2 separate regions of the Gasterosteus aculeatus genome follow, and region 1 is linked to region 2. The links are chromatin contacts, called in public Hi-C maps. All regions are on one chromosome and are shown on one strand. The core of a region is the stretch at or near the end of the contact, and the rest is flanking DNA. Distances in the headings are between cores, read along the strand shown.

The links. Hi-C and Micro-C count contacts between places; a contact is called where the count stands out from the background.
Region 1: a Hi-C map of skeletal muscle shows a contact between it and region 2, with 4 times the contacts expected there. The contact joins the enhancer-like site here to the promoter of LOC120826334 in region 2. A contact is called at or near these places in 4 of 6 Hi-C or Micro-C datasets (skeletal muscle, tail fin and whole body).

The regions. Positions count from the first base shown.
Region 1 is chr10:6,174,565-6,181,303 of fGasAcu3.hap1.1, forward strand. LOC120826198 (oxysterol-binding protein-related protein 10) reads left to right here. Exons shown (of 14, transcript XR_013450984.1): 8 at 4,260-4,409; 9 at 4,505-4,982; 10 at 6,495-6,681. Among protein-coding and RNA genes, the nearest start is that of LOC120826198, 36 kb to the left of the region's middle. Within about 2 kb of position 5,432, at least 1 of the 9 cell types and tissues checked has open chromatin away from gene starts, as enhancers often do.
Region 2 is chr10:6,131,168-6,137,043 of fGasAcu3.hap1.1, forward strand. LOC120826334 (transmembrane protein 42) reads right to left here and starts at 3,067. Exons shown (of 3, transcript XM_040188514.2): 1 at 2,409-3,067; 2 at 1,745-1,891; 3 at 1-1,470. The coding sequence starts at 2,585. The coding sequence ends at 1,327.

The sequences.
Region 1 (6,739 bases), core at 4,182-6,681, 46 kb after region 2:
CCCTGTTTACTGCTTTTCAAATGGGTACAAAATACTTGTTTGTGTGTGGTTCCTAACTAAGGATTCCTTGTTTGTGGCTTGAGTCTTTCTTTAGGCTCCTAGATACAAGCGCCCGATGCAGAAAAGATGATTTGTTATTTGACGCTGCTTGTCATAGAAACAGCCGTTCTGTGGAGATTTCCAGTGTGCTGTGAGTCTGCAACTGTTAATGGATCATTATTCAAGCAGCACTCGGGCTGAGAAAATGCAGAAGTTCACCTCTTCAACCTTTTGAAGATGGCATGAAGAGTGTAGACGGCAGCAGCTCGGCCTCCTTGTTGCGTACTTACCATCTGAGGATAATCTACGTCGTTCGGCTGGTTAACTGCTCCGCCTTTTCAACTCAAACTGGCCTCAAGAGTTTTCACCACTAAATGCAAGGGGGTGTAGCCCCCTTTTGCATTGTGTGCGTGTGCGTCTGAGCGGACTGTTTTTCGTATCCTCTCCAGATGCTGTGCTGATGAAACCGCTGCTTATGACTCATACACGAGGCACTGAAACGCAGCAGCCGCGCTTGCCTCATTTTATTTTGGGGGAAGAGATCTGGGAAGTCAGATTCTGGCTTTTGTTTCGCCTTCATTTATAACCGTTCCAGCAGAGCATTTCTCAATCCTGCGATTTATTTGTGTCACACGTGTCTGGGTCACTTCCCACCACGTACTTTACTCCAGCATTACATCTCCTGCTTCGTGGTACCTCATTTCACAGCTTCTCTCATGCATTCAGTATTTCGCTGTAGACCGTGTGCTCTGCTTCACTTACATTTTACTGTCTGAGCGTTTGAGTAGAAAAGCACGGGCTTATGTAGCTCTGCTGAACACAACCAGCTTATGTGGCTTGTAGCCGAATGTTAATAAGTGTGGTTGGTTCTCTGAACAACATGTTTGTCCTAATTTGAGACTGCGCAGTCAATGCAGGGACACATGTTCAGGCATCTGGGACCATGGAAGCCTGTAAAGCTGCTCGGCTTCGTGATGCTCATAATGAAATGCTTCTGTTTACCTCGTCCGTCCCACTGCGGTGGACGGGCCGCTCATTAGTAAAGCAGTATCATTTGTTGTATACTTTATGAAATGACTGCAAGGTAAAAAATACCCTGTAGCTTTGTGAGAAATGCCAAACTGGGGGGGATAGGCCCTCAAAGTTCAGCATGGTCAAACCGAGAGGGGGGAGGAGTCTGTGGCGATATGAGCCTTCTGTCGACGCCCACCTCTCCCCTGATCACATGCACACATAGAGACGGCGAAGGAAACGAAACTGACAAGTAGTTAGAGCGAGAGAAAAGGGTGGAACCCGGGAGGAGTGAGCTGCAAGGAGACACTTTAGGAGAGATGATGATGATGAAACAGAATAGTGGATGGGATAAATGAGGGTATGAGGGAAGGGCCTGTGAATGGAAGAAAGTATGACAGACGACAGCACGGGGGTGGAGGAGGAGGAGGAGAGGCAGAATGAATCAAACATGAGATTGCAGTCAATTAAATGGAAGACTGTCAGGCTGGAAACGGATTTAGAGAAGAAGACATCAGAGGGAGATGGAGGCGTAAGGGATTGTAGAAGAGATTCAGGCACCCGCCTACGACGTCCCTGACGAGAAGTCACTGAGCAAGCCGCTGTACGGACTCCGAGCACATGAGCCGGATACGAGCGGCGGGGAAGGTGGAGGCGTATATGCACCCGTGTCAGAGGAGGGAGGAGGGCGCGGGAGGCGCGTAGGCCGACGCCGAGGACCGACGATGGGAGCCTTCGCAGGAGGAACGTCACTGGGACTTTCCCCGTTATTCCCCCCCCCCCCCAGCCGGAGGGCTGAGAGTCTCTCTGCGAGTCGGCACGGCAGCTCAGCAGCCACATTGTACGACTCGCGGAGGCTGCTCGCTCAGTTAGCACATTCGGGTTGAGGGAGAGGAGCGTTTTCCTTCAGTCCGCGCCGCCCGTCACGGCTTCAACCCCTTAAAAGACGCCGTTGTTTTCGTCGAGGCCTCTTTTAATTGGATTTCAGTCCAGCCGTGCGCGGCTCCTTTTACTCCTCGTGGAGCCGGAGACTTGGACGTCTGCCCCTCTGCTGCAGCGTCTTCCAGCTCTGGAGATGAAATCCACTTTCATGCAGGTCAAGCCGTCGGCCGCAGAGCAGCGCAGCGTGAGTGATCGCGGTCTGGTGTCGCTGTGATTGGGGGGGGGGAAGTAGCCGCATTGACTTGGTGCACTTTAGCCATCAGTCATCGAGGCGTAGTTTTCTGTTGACTTCTGGAATGCGTGGAACAGGTCAGCCAGCAGAACTCACGCCGCTGGTAAACCATTTACTTCAACAGCATCCTCAAAAGTTTATTCCCACCCGGATCAGTGAGACGTCTGAGATTATTAAATTAATGACTGGTTCAAACTGGTACGAACGCTTTATAGCTCACATTTAAGTTAAACTACAAATCCATCAGAACTAAGCTCCACTGGTGCAACCAGATCTTTAGCTCAGCTTTTCATTTTTAAACAGTTTAATATATAGATTGACAGAAAAATGTCAATGTTTATAGTGAACTTTTTATCGCACTAGAAGGTTGAACTTGGTCTTAGCATTTGTAGAACAGAGGGTGGAGACAAGTGGAAATATGATTGATAGGAAATGCACGACGAGTAATAGTGTTACAATGGAATGAATGTCTAATCAAATATCATTCTGAAGCCTTTACGCTTTGACCTTTTAACCCTTAACCACTGTTGATTCAAATACTCTAATGCAGGAGTCCAAACCTTTTTTCTAAGAGGGCCGGATTTGATGACGTGAGGATGCCTGTGGGCCAATAGTCCATTCTTACCCTTTTAAACCATAAAAGTTGCACATTTTCATTGTCACAATCATATTTTTGTATTATTTTATTATTTTTCAAACTGCAATGTAGCCAAATACAAGCCACACCGGCAGGCGTGAACAACTCTTAAAGACACAATTCTGCGTTTCATTCATATGAGAGTCAAATAACGTTGAACAAACTGTACCCACCTTACGCTTCCATCAAGTTGATCAATGTGTTCATGATCATTTTAAACACGAGTCAGAAGTAATGCTGTCTGTCAAAGGAGGAATTGCATTAGTAAGTTTTATGATTTATTTGGGGGCCATAAATGATACATACATAGCGAATGTGGGGGCCGTATGGAATCTGACTGCGGGCCATGATCGGCCCCCGGGCCGGACTTTGGACACCCCTGCACTAATGCATTATTATTACCCACCTGTGGACAAGTTGGACTGCATTAAGAAGTCGTTGCTGATGACGCTGCTCCAGTTACTGGAGGGTTTCTGCTGAGATGCTCGGGCCTCTCGGGCCATGAGTTCCTGTCCAAAGCCTCTTTAATTAGTTAGAACCCCTGGAATGAGAACACCCCCCCCCCCCCCTCCCCCCCCACACTTATATACCTATCAAGGACCAGGGAGGCCTGTACAAGCACGCCATCCCCCGCGTGTGTCTTTTGTTTTGTATGTGTGTGGGTGTGCTCATTGAGTATGAAGCTTTTTGCATGCATGCATGAAATATTCAGGTAACTGAGAGGCTCCTGATCCCATCATCTATCTTTCTTCAGTGCTCTGCGAGATGATGATGATGCTGCGTGTTTCGCTTCACGTTCTGTTCCTTCATTCTTTTTTTCTTTTTTTTTAACCAGTTGTAGCTTCCCTTGAATAAGGTATTTGCTACAAGACACACATGCACTGCAGTGTTCACCCTACTATTATACAGGGGGGGGAGGCTTGTTTTCTTATTGGGTTTGTTCTCCAGTTCAAAGCTGCAACACAAACACGGACACGACTTCTTACCTCTTTGACCAGAGCGCACGTAGAGGCATTGTGCCGTCTGCTGAGGGCTGTGAAGTAAACAAGAGGCACTCTGGGTGCCAAAATAAATGCTGCGCTTCTTTTGGTGTTTATAAGCTGCTTCTGTAACCTAAAGTAAACTAAGTCTGTCCTCCGTGTGACTGCATCATTGGCAGAATCTTCCTCCTTTGCCTGGCAGAATTTTGTTTTGTTTTTTAAAGCAATTTACCCCCTTTTTGCTCCTTGTCTCTTAAGTTGCCAGTAAAGTGTAACATTGATCTTTTGGATTGTGTCCTTTTAGAGGCTATTAAAATATCTTGAAACATAGAATAATGCCTGCATGATCATCTCAAAGCGAGCTCTAAAGGAGGAATCTGTTTTTTTACATTTTCTATTTCTCTTTGTGATTTCTCAGCACCTCCCGGGGCTGGAGGACATCGACCCCATGGAGGAGGTGACGGACACGGAGGACAACGACGAGGAGGACCTGGGTGTCCTGGACGACCAGCGGAGCGTCATTCTCCACCTGCTCTCCCAGCTCAAACTGGGCATGGACCTCACGCGGGTAACGCACCTTTGAACGACGCCACAGACACGTGAATATAAACGTTTTGAGTGTGTGTGTGTGACTTTTAAAGCCGTGTCCTCTGGGTTTCGCAGGTGGTTCTGCCAACCTTCATTTTGGAAAAGCGATCACTGCTGGAGATGTACGCCAACTTCATGGCCCACCCGGACATGTTCCTGTCAATCACAGCGGGGGCCACCGCTGAGGACCGGATAGTGCGCTTTGTCGAGTACTACCTGACCGCCTTCCACGAGGGGCGCAAAGGCGCCGTGGCCAAGAAGCCCTACAACCCCGTGCTGGGGGAGACCTTCCACTGCTCCTGGGAAGTGCCTCGGGACAAGGTCAGACCGCCGGTCCGGTCCGGCCAGGGCTCCTCCGGCAACGCGCAGCAGGCCGAGGATTCGCCCGCAGAATGCTACCGAGTTCGCTTCGTGGCCGAGCAGGTGTCCCATCACCCGCCGGTGTCGGGGTTTTACTGCGAGTGCCGGGAGAAGAGCATGTGCGTCAGTGCCCACGTGTGGACCAAGAGCAAGTTCATGGGGATGTCCATCGGAGTGTCCATGGTGGGAGAAGGTGAGCTCACCCGTAACATGGGATGTATAAATGGTCACACACACTAAAGCAGGGCTTAAGTTTTAATGTTTTATACCGTTACACTTATATATGCTGTCTGCATACTGGAGTATATTGCTAAGCTTTATTTATTTATACAAGATAGGTTGTTCGAGCACAAATGTTCTTTTACTGCAGCATCCTGTTGAGTTAAATTACAAAATGACAGGACTGACAAGCATATAATTACTGCAGAAATTCTACAGTACAGGCGGATACACAAAATATCTTGTGCTTAATATTACAGAAAATATATTTTTTAATACTACGGCCCCATGAAATGACAAAGCTCCAAACAAAACCAGGGCCCTTTAAATACAGCGCACCTTTTGTAACATGATACCTGTGCAAGCTGAATATTTCCTTTAATCAGCCCTTTGGTTGAAGAACACGGTCACAGTGGAAATCAATACGTCGGCCCGCGCTGCCCGCCGCGCGCAGCACGAGTCACCCTGAGCGCAGGAAGTCCTTCAGCCAAATCCACTGCACCCATTCAGTAAATCAATACCGCTTTGTCGGGCTTCACTGTGCCTCGGACCACCTGTGTGCAGCGTCACGGTGGCGGCCCTCATGTTGTGTGTTTTCTCACTGATTGGCAGGGATTCAGCAACAAAAAATGAAACATTAGTGCATCTGCTTTGACCCCTGTGATCAGCCGCTAGGAAGGATACATACTCAATTATTACACACCAGTCAACAGTTCAACATTGAAATATGTAGGAAGGGTAGATTCTGATGGCCGGTGTGAAGTGTGAGTGGTATCTTCATCTATTGTGCAGACATGAGCGGTTTTGGTCTCATCTAACTGAGCATTTATTTCTCTGCACTATTGAAGTTGATCATTCAGACAAATTAACGGAAACATTGTTCTTTCTACCCGCTACTACTTTATTTGAAATTTAGCACAGTATTGGGAAAGGACTCGTGCCAAATGAGTTAAAAAATACAGTGGATCAATAATAGGAACAAATCCAATTAATTCAGTTTGACACAGAGCTTCTTGAAATGTATTTATTTGTATCTGTTCTATCTGTTCTATTATAAAGCCTCTTATGAACGCAAGGCCTGAAGGAGATGTTCACATGTTCTTCAGTGAGTTATTTGTGCTGACAACTTTATTATTGTAATAGAAAACCATTATTGCTGCCTGCAATCTCTTTAAATAATGTTAGTCGTTATTGCTTATACACGGGACATGAAATGTAATATCAACCGTATGAGAGAGTCATTAGATTTAAGTTAATTTTTCATGTAGGATATTTAATTTGAGTGTACAAATGTCTGACAAGTGCAAAATTTAAATATTTTACAGCCGCATCACTAGCCAGGAACCTTTTATGTATCAGCCTCAAATCCTGCAACATTTGATCGGAAAAACGGACAAATTATTACAGAACATCTTTTGAGTTATTCGCTTCCCTAAGAAAATGTTTTTGTACATTACGGTGCATCTGAAAGAGGTTTCCCTTACAGGGGTGCTGTGCCTCTTGGAGCACGATGAGGAGTACGTCTTCACGTTGCCGTGTGCCTACGCTCGCTCCATCCTCACTGTGCCCTGGGTGGAGCTGGGAGGCAAAGTCTCCATCAACTGCGTCAAGAGCGGCTACTCCGCCACCGTCACTTTCCAAACTAAACCTTTCTACGGAGGGAAGGTGCACAGGTGAGCGTTTCCCTGCCTGTACGTCAAATAAACCCCAATAGTCAGTATGGGATTTGGG
Region 2 (5,876 bases), core at 1,817-4,316:
ACAATATGGACATTTAAATCACATGATTGTGTGTTTAATAACACAAAGCAGCTCACAGGTACGTCATTCTGTAACAGACTGACACTCACACTCGGGATGCTTTGGTGTGAGAAAATTTCAGTTTAGGCCTCAGTGGGAACATGCACACGAGTTCACCTCGTCAGCTAAGTGCTTCATTTATAATTGTTATTATTCATCTTGAGCATGCATAAGATGCAACGTCAGTGTAGGATGTTTACAGTGAGAAATGTGAGAAAAGCTTTGGTGATCTGACGGCTGCAGTATTTAATGCACAGATTGAGTGATGGGGACATCAAAGTACACGATGTGATGTTCCCTCTGCTCATGAGAAAACCACTTAGATATATAATTATCTGTCTCCTCTTTTAAAAAGGGAAAGCTTTTGAGAAACACACATATTTCCTTTCTTGCAGAGAGTTAGAAAATAAAACGACTACCACTCTCACGTCCTTCAAATATGAAGCAACAGCCAAAAGATGGGCGGTTTAGCTTAGTTTAGTCGGCTTGGTTCTGCCCAAAGCTAAATAAAAGAGTTTCATCCACACAAAAATATAAAATAAAGCCACGGATTACTGGATATTGGAGTGATTGTGAGCTTTGAATATGCTGGCGAGCAGAGTTTGTTAACTTCAGACAGAGCTGGATGTTTCACCTGTTATGCTAAGCTAGGCTAACCGGGACCAGCTTCATACATACCGCACAGACATAAACGCGGTGTCAATATCCTTGTCCAACTCTCAGAAGGAACGCAAACAAGTGTGTTTCCCTGGGTTTCAAAGGCTTCCCTTTAACGGATTCGTTTCCCTTCTCAGCTGTTCTGTTACATTATGAGTTGTTGTGCCGCTGTTGAGCGAAAAACCCTCCAAACGTAAAGCTAGTTTAATGTTTGCATCATTGGTGTGGTCAGAAACGATTCGAGAGCGTCTGCTGGGCGCGGCCATCTGTTCGCTTGTCTCCACTAGCCGGACTGCAGTTGTGTCATCATACGGGCAAAAGGCCGACATCTCCTCTGATTCGAGAACAGTGCAAACACACAGATAAATAGTAACATTACAAGGATTTGTTCGTCATCTTCATCAGGAAGGATGCAATTTAAGTGTCATTTGGGTTATTCAGGAAACAATTCAAATCAATTAAACTAGTAATTGGGTTTAAGGGGAACTATAGAACTGGAAATTCCCTCTTAAGGTCTTCATTTCCTTTGGCTATAGATGTTCAAATCAGAGGAGACAGCAACAAGAAACCACACCTCATTCCACAGCCAGCCGGAGCCAGGCCGGACCCGTCTAGTGGAGACGAGACAAGTTATTCGTCCTTGGCGACTGCGTCATGTTGCCCGTCCTGCGGTGAAACCCTCTGCAGCACCAACAGACCGGAGAAGGTCAGGGAGATGCCGACCCACCACAACGTTATCTGGGCTTCACCAAAGATCAGCTGGCCAAGAAAAGCCTGCGGGGGACAAAAATAATGAATCTGGGTGTCTTCATTACAAAAGGAAATCACTCTCTCCAATTTCATTAAAATAACCGGTGAGAAGGATGCCTTCAGGGAACATGTGAAACAGGGAGTTGAATATAGTCCACTCTATTTTCTAAACGAACGCAGCTTACAGAAGGACAAAAGTGACTGAAATGAACGGTTTTCTATGAGGCTTAGAGGACACGTGGCGGCAGACTACATGGGCGTGTGGGAGGTGCTACGAGAGGATGAGACTGTTACTTACGGAAGATATGAAGTTGGAGGCGGTGGTGGTCACAGTGGTTTGGGTGGAGGAAGAGGAGTACCTGAGTGCTTTAGCGAGGAAGGTCCACATGACGGCATTGCAGGTGAAAAGCAGCCCGCCACACAGCAGCCTCAGAGGGATGTGAAGCTGCAGAACGACAACATGCCCATTGATTTGTGTGCGCCTTCATGCATAAACTGAGCATCATAGAGACGCAGGTACAAGGGGCATCGACAATTGTACCTCAGTACACTACGTTACATTCAAACATTGCAAATATTCTTGTAAAGAATGAATTATATCAGTGACCGCATTATAATACCATCCGCATTACACGGTTTAGGAAATCCCAGATGGTGCATATTGGGAGCGTTTTGTGTTACTCGTTTCTAGCGGTGGTAAACCTCGGATGTTCCAACACTAAATAGGAATCCAGACTGCCGTCTGCAGACGTCGGTGACATCATCCTGTGACGTGTGCGCGCGGCGTGAAGGTCACTGTGCAGAGGGTCACAACACGACACCTGAACACCTTCTCAGAAAGAAACCCTCCCCTCATATATATGTATAATATAGATATATAGATATAGCTATATATAACCTCCCCATCCTCTCCACCCCGTTCGCTCCTCGCGGTGAAGATCACCCACGCGGAGACGCCTCACCCGGTCGCAGGCGGTTGTTTCGTCCGCGTGCCTGAATTTCCGCTGCTCGCCCCACGTCCGGAGTCCGGTTTCGCAGACCCCCTTCAGGTAGTCCGCTCCGAGGGACAGCTTGGCCGACGAAGACGCCACGGCCCCGAGGAAACCCGCCAGCAGCGCGTAGACAACTCCCGGCAACATGACGGCGACGAGCCGAGACGCATTGTTTTCTGATCCGCCGTTTACGTTTCTGTCGCCGCCTGCCTGCTCCGTGCGCGCGCGTGCGTGTGTGCCTGCTCCGTGCGCGCGCGCGCGTGCGTGCGTGTGGCACGTCTTCTTGCACCGTCTCCAGACGTCCGTCCGGTGGCGGTGTCACACATGGTCCACGCGTAGCAGCGCCGTGGTTGGATTAATGTTGCATTCTGGGAAAGGTAGTTCCATCATGCTGCAACCTTAACTGAGTGAAGGATGAGTTTGAGGCAGCTGCGAGATACAGTTGTGTAGCCTCTGTAAAGAGATTAAGCGGATCATTAGAGAATACATTGGAGTACTCCGTATTCTTCTTTGGTATTTAGCCTAAGAGGCTAATAGGGGCCAATCGATGCTAATCTAATGCCCTTGTGTGTGGGCACAGCCTACAGTAACGTATGACCTCTGTTCCCTGCAGCATACTGATGAGCTGCATTATAAAGGTGCATTGCATGAAAACACACTGGGTGCACGAGGGATGGATGGATAAGAGAGAGAGAGTGTGTGTCTGTGTGTGTGAGGGTGCAGTAGGACAGCAGATGCTCACACACGTGATCCTCATCTCCTCTCGTCTGTGCCCTTTAAAGAGAGACGAGCCCGTCAGAAAGGGTGAACCAGAACCAAACTAACCTTTTCTCCTAATTAGGAATGGAAAATGGAGTCATCGCCGTGAATGTGCGGTTTGGACTGAATTGTATTAATCTGAGCATGAAAGACAGACATTCGTCTCTTCATCACACTCGGCAGGCACCAAAAAGAAAGAAAGGTCTCAGTGTTGTAGTGGACTTAAAGACAATAATAACTTCAATCAAATAAAAATAAATCAATCTGGCAGTAAGATTTATGCTCTGACAAACGGAAAACAAAATCTTATTTCTGAGACAGAATGTTGGGTTATTGTTTTATTTGGCTACAAATGGAAAATAGTTTATATTAAGCTGAATAGTGAATAATAATTGATGAACTGGAATAATGCCCAGACGCATAAAGGTTTAAAGGTTTATTTGAGCCTTTTTATACTGATTATTTACTGAACTATAGACCATATTATCTCAAACAAAATGTAGATAATTTGCTATAACTTTGAATTGTCTTATGGGGATGTGGTTGTGAAATGCACAACGATAAAAAGCACAATAAAGTCAGTTTACAACTGTATCTGAATTGACCCAACAATCAATTGTGTGATTCAGCGACAGCCCACTTTATTTAACATGGACACCACTACCAACATGTCAGTTTGTCCCGTTAGCCGGTAACTCCTCCACTGTGATGGCGTGCCAAGTAATCGGTTCTGAGGGCGTTTACTTAAAAAATCTGGGGTCACCAGCGACCCCAGATTCGAGAAAGGGGGGGGGCGCAATTGTCAAGTTGTTTTCAGGTGATACCATTAGCATTATTTACATCCTGTGAGAAAGGGGCCTATTAGCTGTCTGTCTGTTTGACTGTCTGAACGTGCAGAGATGGAGGTGGTGATTCACAAACTGCGAGAGCAGTAACTGCACTCACAGTCTTGACCATATAGTATCTACCTTTTGTTTAGTATGGGCAGAACAACCCTCTAAAGGAAATGTGATCACGTCCTGAAGGTGACCCTCACCGTTTCATCCTGATGAAATGTAAAAGCCGAGTTGGCTTTTCAGGCCAGCAGGTGTCTCCAACGTGCTTCAGACAAATACGTCCACATTCAACTCGACCTCATGCAAATAACTCACTCTGAGGCAGCGATTTGCTTGAAATACAACCTGGTTGCTTTGGTGACCTCGTAACATAACTGCAGGGATTACGCAAGGCCACAACAATGCAGGGCCAGAGCTTGTGTTATTTGCAGTGAACCAAAAGAACCTTGTGACAGTGCAGAAGGAAAGCAGCAAGGTGTCTCTGTCAGAAGGCTCCCCGCTCTCATCCTCCCTGGAACAAGTTTAAGGGAAATGACCGTCCTCCGCCTGTCACATTTTGACACCCGTCCTCCGCCTGGAGTCTCTGCTTAGCAGGACAAAGTCTGAGGAGCCATTAGCTATTATTCCTACTTGTAGTTTCCAGCATGAAGCTCCTCTGACAAATACCACAGTGCAAATTGGCGGTCCGGTCCCTTATGCTCCTGTTCAATGGAGCGATAATTAAGCCCACGGAGGGTTTTCAACTGAAAGTCTATCGCTGCCTTGCAGTGCCTTCTTTCACCTCTTCAGCTTCTGGTCCTGTACAGTGATTAAATAAGAAGAAGACAAATACCACCCTCAGAGTGAAGGGTTCATTAGTGGAACCATTTCAACTCTTTAAAGCTGTCAATTGCTCGCAGTAGATTCTGACAAATGAATGGATACATTCTTTAAAATGATTTTCTCTTTGTTATTGCTTCATTTAATCTCAAGGTAAAACTTCTTGAGAAAGCCTTATAGCTCATGCTACACACCAAGCTGAAGCTCTGGTGCTTTGGTCCCTCTCTGTTTCCGGATCCCATGAGCTCTTTTTTCAGAAGTGCAGAGAAGATGCCACGGACACCAGACACTGCGAAATACAGACATGTTACCCTGATGGGCGTTTTGCACATTGTGTGAACTCGCTTGGCAAGTTCTTCAAAGTAACAAAGTCACAGTTCTTATGAAAAAACTCCTTAACTATAACTGAACGTATAGGAACTTGAACACTTTTTATCAGAATCATACTTTGTGGCATGTGCTACTAATGAATTGGAATATTTTAGCTATCTCATACTGTTGCTTTTAAACAGTGCAGCAGAGCTTTAACAAAAAAGTGAACAAATTACAATAATGGGACGAGTACACTGTTTTCTAGAATTGTTTGGGTTTTTATTTCTAATTGTTCGCGATATTTGCAGAGTACCGGCCTGATACCAGGGCTTTAAAAACAGGTCAAAGGTCAGGTCACGATTTCCTCAAATTAATGTTTTAATGCTGTGAAAACAAATCTTTTCCTAAACAACTGTACTTATTCAAGTGTCTTGCCCAAACTTCCTTTCACAAGATTAGATTTGAACACACTGTGATAATATTATAACCTATTATAACGTAGGATAAAGCATAAACACATCATAATGTAACTGATTGCAAGCTCTGTTAGTGTTATCTAGCCGAGCAGGAGAGTCCTGCCCAGTTAAGGTTATGAATGGATCAGGTGGCGCGTGTCACGTGTTGCTGTTGCAGAAGTTGGCTGATAAAAGAAATGACATTGTGATATCTGATCGTGCAAAGACTTGCATACTTGCAGATTCCATCCTATGCT